Linked DNA regions of Mus musculus: region 2 is linked to region 1. Evidence: chromatin contacts called from public HiChIP or PLAC-seq data. All regions are on one chromosome and are shown on one strand. The core of a region is the stretch at or near the end of the contact, and the rest is flanking DNA. Distances in the headings are between cores, read along the strand shown.

Evidence for each region. HiChIP or PLAC-seq counts read pairs in DNA pulled down with a chosen protein or histone mark.
Region 2: a contact with region 1 is called in an H3K27ac HiChIP or PLAC-seq map of neural progenitor cells, with 3 times the contacts expected there. The contact joins the promoter of Fmnl2 here to the enhancer-like site in region 1. A contact is called at or near these places in 1 of 39 promoter capture datasets (the 3T3-L1 cell line), 3 of 484 Hi-C or Micro-C datasets (cerebral cortex, nephron progenitors and neural progenitor cells), 2 of 115 datasets of contacts at active chromatin or transcription factors (astrocytes and neural progenitor cells) and 1 of 9 other capture datasets (adipose tissue).

Annotation. Positions count from the first base shown.
Region 1 is chr2:52,802,755-52,806,009 of GRCm38.p6, reverse strand. No RefSeq gene overlaps it. Among named protein-coding and RNA genes, the nearest start is that of Fmnl2, 53 kb to the left of the region's middle. Within about 2 kb of position 1,504, at least 67 of the 459 cell types and tissues checked have an H3K27ac peak or open chromatin away from gene starts, as enhancers often do. A contact at or near this core is called in adipose tissue and neural progenitor cells, where this site is marked.
Region 2 is chr2:52,856,111-52,859,365 of GRCm38.p6, reverse strand. It overlaps Fmnl2 (formin-like 2), which reads right to left and starts at 1,498. Exons shown (of 27, transcript NM_172409.2): 1 at 1,107-1,498. The coding sequence starts at 1,223.

The sequences.
Region 1 (3,255 bases), core at 255-2,754:
CATCCACTTCTGTGTTTGCTAGGCCCAGGCATAGTCTCACAAGAGACAGCTACATCTGGGTCCTTTCGATAAAATCTTGCTAGTGTATGCAATGGTGTCAGCGTTTGGATGCTGATTATGGGGTGGATCCCTGGATATGGAAGTCTCTACATGGACCATCCTTTCATCTCAGCTCCAAACTTTGTCTCCGTAACTCCTTCCAAGGGTGTTTTGTTCCCACTTCTAAGGAGGGGCATAGTGATCCATGGGCTTTTTGAATTATGTGTGTTCGTTTTGGTGTTTGATGGACTTGGTTTAAAAAGAACGAAGAGGGGTGGGGAGATGACAGACTGGAGAGAAAACTTAGTGATTAAGGACACTTGCTTCTCTTGCAGAGGACACAAGGGTTTAGTTCCCAGCACCCTCGTTAGGAGGCTGAGCTGTAGCTCTATCAAGAGGACCCAGGGACCTCTTTGGGCCTCTACAGGATATTGCACACACACACACACACACACACACACACACACACACACACCCATAAAAATAAATAAATCCTAAAAAAGAAAACAGAAATGAATGCCAGGCACAGTGGCACATACCTTGAACGCCACCTGAGGCAGCAGGGTTACCTGGGAGTGTGAGGTCAGCCTGAGCACCTTAGTGAGACTAAGAAACAGAAAAGGCCCAGGTATATATCTCAGTGGTGGAACGATGGCCTTGCGTTTCATTTGATCACTTAGCTGGGTCATTTGCTAACAGGCCTTGGGCTGTTTTTTAAAGTATTGTGCCACAGCTATCTATTGTCCAACTCTTCATACCTAGAACTTCTAGGCAGACAGCTAAACCATTCAGGTCTTTAGTCACAAACTTCTAAAGATCAAGTCATCTATGTAGTTAGTAGTACTAAAGGTACAGCTCTGTAATCTGTTAGCCGTTTCACTTTTCTTCTTTGTTGGCTACAAGCCCAAGTAGGAAACCACCAGGGAAATTTCTGGAATTTTTGTGCTGAGGTAAAAAAAAAAAAAACAAAAAAAAAACCCTATCCATCTTACAGATCCAGTGTCATTGCAATCACTGAGAGCCAAACTGGGAGAGTCCTGCCCTGCCTTTAGGGCCTGGCTTGCTGTCATTCTTTAGTACAGCTTTGGTTGCCCTAGAACTCTGCCAGCCAGACTGCTCTAGGATGCTGGCCTGTGTCCCTGGCTGAGCTCGGCATCGAGCTCTCAGCAGAGCAGAGCCACAGGGCCAGGACTACTCAGACTAGGTCACAGGACCAATGACGTTGCCTAAACCCGATCTTCTTTCTGTCCAGTGGGTGTGGAATAGATTGATGTCGTGAGTGTGTGTGTGTGTGTGTTTCTGTATAATTAGAAGTCCCAGAGTTTTTGCTTAGTAAGGCTACTCTTCTGTTGTGTCCCCTGGGAGAGACGCCAGGCGGAAGTCCTTTCTTCCAGAACGGATTCAGCGCAGGAAGCAGCAGGGTGCCCTTTCCCACCCTTTCCATTCACAGAGTTGTTCCAAGGAGAGAGAACCTACTTTTGTTCTTGGTGCCTATTCAACCCTCACCCCGCCCACTGCTGAGACTGCTGAGCCTACCAATCAGTGGCCTGAGTTTAAACCCTGGATGCAGCCACACCACAGAAGATGGATTCATTTCAGGATCTAGACTGCTCACAAGGCCTTAGGTAGAGCACAAGTGAGCAGATTACGATGTTAAGTAATGGCTTCCGGGGCGTGAGAGCATAGAGTTTGGAAATGTTTTCTGGCCAAGCTTTTCATGACTCATTGACCGGCTCATTTAATAGGCCTCAAATCTTATTTGCAACAATTGAAAAAGCACGAGGGCTGGGTGCCTATTGATAAATTTTAATCCAACTGGTAAAGGTACCTTAAGATACTTGAAAAAACGCGCCTATGTTTAAGATCCTGTACTGAATTAGGGTAAACTCATGGAGAAGCTGAGTAGTTCATCTCATGTGTTCACATCCTGCTACTAGGATGTGCTTAGTCAAGACTATAAGAAGACTAATTTTCCCTCCAACCTGCAGGTACTAGGAAGCAAGCTAAGCATGCTCTATCATCAAGCTAGACCCCTACCCATAATGCAAGCATCCCTTCTAGGCAGCGACTATTGTAAGCTCCAACAAGATGCAGTGATTTGGGGTAAGCAAGCAGCAGACCCGGCACTGATCATTTGCCATCACCTCCAAGTAGAGAGTCATGTTCAGGCTAGAAGGACTGTCAGTGCGGTCACATGCAGCCGTCTTCCTTCATCTGAGTCTCAGCTGACTACCCTGTGAGACAAATTACTCAATTTCTCTGTGCCTCAGTTTCCCCTTCTCCAAAGAACAGGTTTGCTTTACAGGCAAGGTGAGCTCGCAGTTATTCATTCAACACAAACTCCATGGTGATGGTAATGGACTTAGGCTTTGGGCCTTATCGAGTCACATGATCTTTAAAATGGCTTTCCAGGGGCTGGTGAGATGGCTCAGTGGGTAAGAGCACCCAACTGCTCTTCCGAAGGTTCAGAGTTCAAATCCCAGCAACTACATGGTGGCTCACAACCATCCGTAATGAGATCTGACTCCCTCTTCTGGAGTATCTGAAAACAGCTACATTGTACTTACATATAATCAATAAATAAATCTTTAAAAAAAAATAAAAATAAAAATAAAATGGCTTTCCAGGGGCTAGAGACAGGGCTCAACAGTTAAGAGCATCGGCCGTTCTTCCTGAGGACCTGGGTTCAATTCTCCGTACCCATATGGTGGCTCACAACCACCTTTAACTCCAGTTTCTGGGCATCGGATGCCCTTTTCTGACTCTGACTCATGTGGTATAGAAACATAGGTACAGGTAAAATGTTCATACACATAAAATAAATATCTTGAAAATGACTTTCTAGAAGTTAATTTGCAGCGGGGCGGTGGTGGCGCACGCCTTTAATCCCAGCACTTGGGAGGCAGAGGCAGGCAGATTTCTGAGTTCGAGGCCAGCCTGGTCTACAAAGTGAGTTCCAGGACAGCCAGGGCTACACAGAGAAACCTTGTCTCGAAAAAACAAAAACAAAAAACAAAACAAAAAAAAGAAGTTAATTTGCACAACATTCTGGGATATTGGGTAACTGTTGGAGACTCTGAGTAGCAGTGCCTAGCTGCTTGTCATACAACGCTGTGGCAGAGTTATGGTATGTTATGGTATGCAAAGCTCATTGCATGGTCCCCAGCCCCATCACTATTGCTCACAGTAATTATAACAGGGTTTTTATTGCTCTGT
Region 2 (3,255 bases), core at 249-2,748, 53 kb before region 1:
TTCCTCTGGCTCTGGCTGCCTTGTCTTGCATGGATTTAGAAAAAGGGGGAAGCAGAGTGTCAAGTCTCAGACCAGGAGTCCGCCCACCCCACCCCCCAGCCTCATTTCCTTCCCATCATCCCCTTAAGAGAAGGTGGAATCTTAAAACTTGAGAAACCAGGAACCAACTGCACTTGGGACGCTCTCTGGGGCAAGGGAAAAGGCGTCACACCCTTTTGAGCTCACAGCAAGGCAGACTCCGGGTGGGAAGAGCCCAGAAACTTAGTCCCAAAAGGAAACGGAGAGAGAGGATTCCAGTCTTTGATTGAGAAGCTGGAACGGGAAGGCTGAGTGATGCGGAATGCGGGAGGGAGCCATGGACTCGACTGAAGGAACTGGGGTCGTCCGTGAAGTCAGGACGGCTCTTAACACGTCCCAGCCAAACTGCACATTTTTGTGGTTTAAGATTTAAGACCAAAGGGAACACACTGAGGTTCTCCCCTGCCCGGGGCGCTTCTCCCCCACCCCCCGCCTTCCCCACCCGCGTCTGGGTTTCAGATGCCTCCCCCTCGCGGAGGGACCACGGCGCCACTCAGCTGCCGGCCTCCTCTTTCTCTTTCTGGGGAGCTGTCCATCTGCCCAGCCGCGAGGTCCACCCTCCAAGTTCGGCCGACCGAGTGCGGGCGCGGCGCCTGCGGCCAGCCACCTGCGCGCGTCTGCAGCAGACCCCGCAAGGCCCAGAGCTGCGCGTCCGGGGGATGCTACGCAGAGGGTCGGGGTCTGCCGGTTGCTTTTCATTCTTTAAACAAAAAGCTTTAGCGGCCCGTCCCTCACTCCTCCCCGGCCAGCCACCTTCCCTTCACACCCACTCTGCACCTCCCGGCACACGCGCTGCGAGGTGCTGCTCCCGCCAGACAATGGGTTCGTGGCCGCCGGGGTAGCCCGGCCCGAGCTCCTCTCCCCATCCGAGGACCCCTGGAGAGCGCAAGGACGGAGGCTGAGAGAAGCGAGGCTGGGAGCCCACAATGGGGAAGGTGTGAGCCTCGCCCTTGGGACCGGAGGAGCCGGGTCATCTGCGCCGCCTGCCCCACGGGGGCCCCGCGCCCGGCCGCAGCGGACTCACTCACCAGCACGATGGCAAAGCGCTCCTCCAGTTCACCTGGCTCGGGCATCGGCAGCTTCAATGGCACGTTGTGCGCCTTGAAATCGGTCTGCTGCGAGTCCATGCTCCCCGCGTTGCCCATGTCGGCTGCGTGCCGGAGCCCCGGCTGGCTCCGGGCCCCTTGCGTCCGCGTCCAAAATGCCCACAGCCCCGGGCGCTTGGCTCCCGCCCTCCGCCGCGTCCCGGTTAGTGCTCAGCGCACGCCGCTTCCTAGCAGAGCTCCGAACCCAGCCGGTCCCCGGCCGTCCTCATGCTCCCCGCCGCCCCGGCGCCGCCCCGGCCTCTCTGCCTCGCGAGGGGTCTGCAGGGCGCTGGGCGCCGATCCGCATGGTGCTCCCGCCGCCCCCGCCGGCACCCGCGGCCGCTTGCGCGCTCCTGCTCGTCCGCCTCTCGCCCCGGCCGCAGCGGCGCTGACACCTCAGCCCCGGCCCCACAGCGAGCGGACGTTCGCGCACGGCTGGCCGACACAATGCCCCCTCTCGGCCCCCGCCCCCGGCCCGGCTCCGCCCACCCGCCCCGCGGACTGCCGGGACGCGTAGTTTCGGCCCAAACCGGCCACGCGCAGAAACCGCGCGCGCTCCTGGAGGGCCGCGCTGTAGTTGGGGTGCTTGCAGCAAAAACAAGCTGGACGCCGTGAAAGGTGGCTTTAGTCACTTTTATCTCGACCTCCCTCACTCCGACAGTTTGAAGACCTGCCTCGCCTACGTAAAATCTGACACTTCAGCACGTTTGAAGAATGAGTGAATGACTCCAGTCAATCATGAAACGCGTGATTTAAGTTTCAGAAGAGTATAACCCTGTGAGAGAATCTAGTTGAATAGGAGACCCCCACCCCGGGTATTGGCAATGCCCAACTTCACGAACTACAGGTGGAGACGTGGTACGGGTTCTTCGGCATCTATGTTGCATGGTCTTTGATCTAACTGGATGTTTTATAAGCAAATGTGGGGTTTATAGTATGTGTGAGTTTTTACAAGAATTCAATCCACAATAGACAATTCAAAGAAAATAACTGTCAAAGACCTATGACGGGAGTTACGATTTCATAGGCTGAGACACTCAGCCCTGCAATGCTTTCAAATCTAGTAAGGAAGACAGTTTACACAAATAACTATTTTGCATGAGGGTGGTCGTTGACTGCACCCATCCTGCTTCCAAAGCAGATTTGCCCCAAGTGTTTCACAGAGAATATTAGGCTCAACTCTGTCCCTCTGAACTTAACTAGATGTTATGAGGGCTTGGAAATGCACTGTTATACGTGACTTTAGCCAGCTGCCCTTGCTGTAGATTTCAAGCCCATGTAGAACTTTTGATTAAAGCTACTCATACCATGAGTTCTGCCTGGCACCAGAATTTCCCTGAGCTGAGAGATGGAGCCCAAGAAGCTGTGGTACTCTTTGCAGCTTAGGCTATCGTCTTATTTTGTTTTGTTTATTTTATTTCAGAGGCATTAATTAGTGTTCTTCCTGCATGTGTATCTATATGAGGGCATCAGGATTCCCTAGAACTCGAGCTACAGACAGACGTGATCTGCCTGGGGGTTGGGAATTGAACCCAGGTCCTTTAGAAGAGCAGCCAGTACTCATCTCTCCAACCCTGGGCTATCTTCTTAAGAAAGCAAGTAAATTGCATCCTACCCGGATATATCAAGAGCCCCAACTTTTCCTTAGTAGCTATGAATGCCTGGTCTCATGGCCCTTGCTTAACTTTTCGTGCCCTAATTTCATCATCTAAGAAAGTCATAATGGCATTGACGCCTTTCTTACAGGGTTGGATGAGATTTCAATAGATCTGTACTGTTCAGATAAAGAACTTGGAGTAACAGTCAGTGTGGCTCTGTATCACTGTCATCACCATAATCCTCGACATTTTATTGACCTCAGTACTTTCCATCCATGCCTTCCTACTTATGATGGTTGATACTATGTTTATTTTAATTAAGTAGACTGGACTAAATGATGCCCAGAAAACTGATAAAAAGAAAGAAATAATATTTTGGAGCGTGTGTATTTAATCCAATAGTCTTAGTAAACAAATTCAACTTCATCAGTGCAGAGGGCAGCACCCTTTCTGCTGAGGCCATGAATAGAAGAGAAAGATGGGGGAAGGGTAAG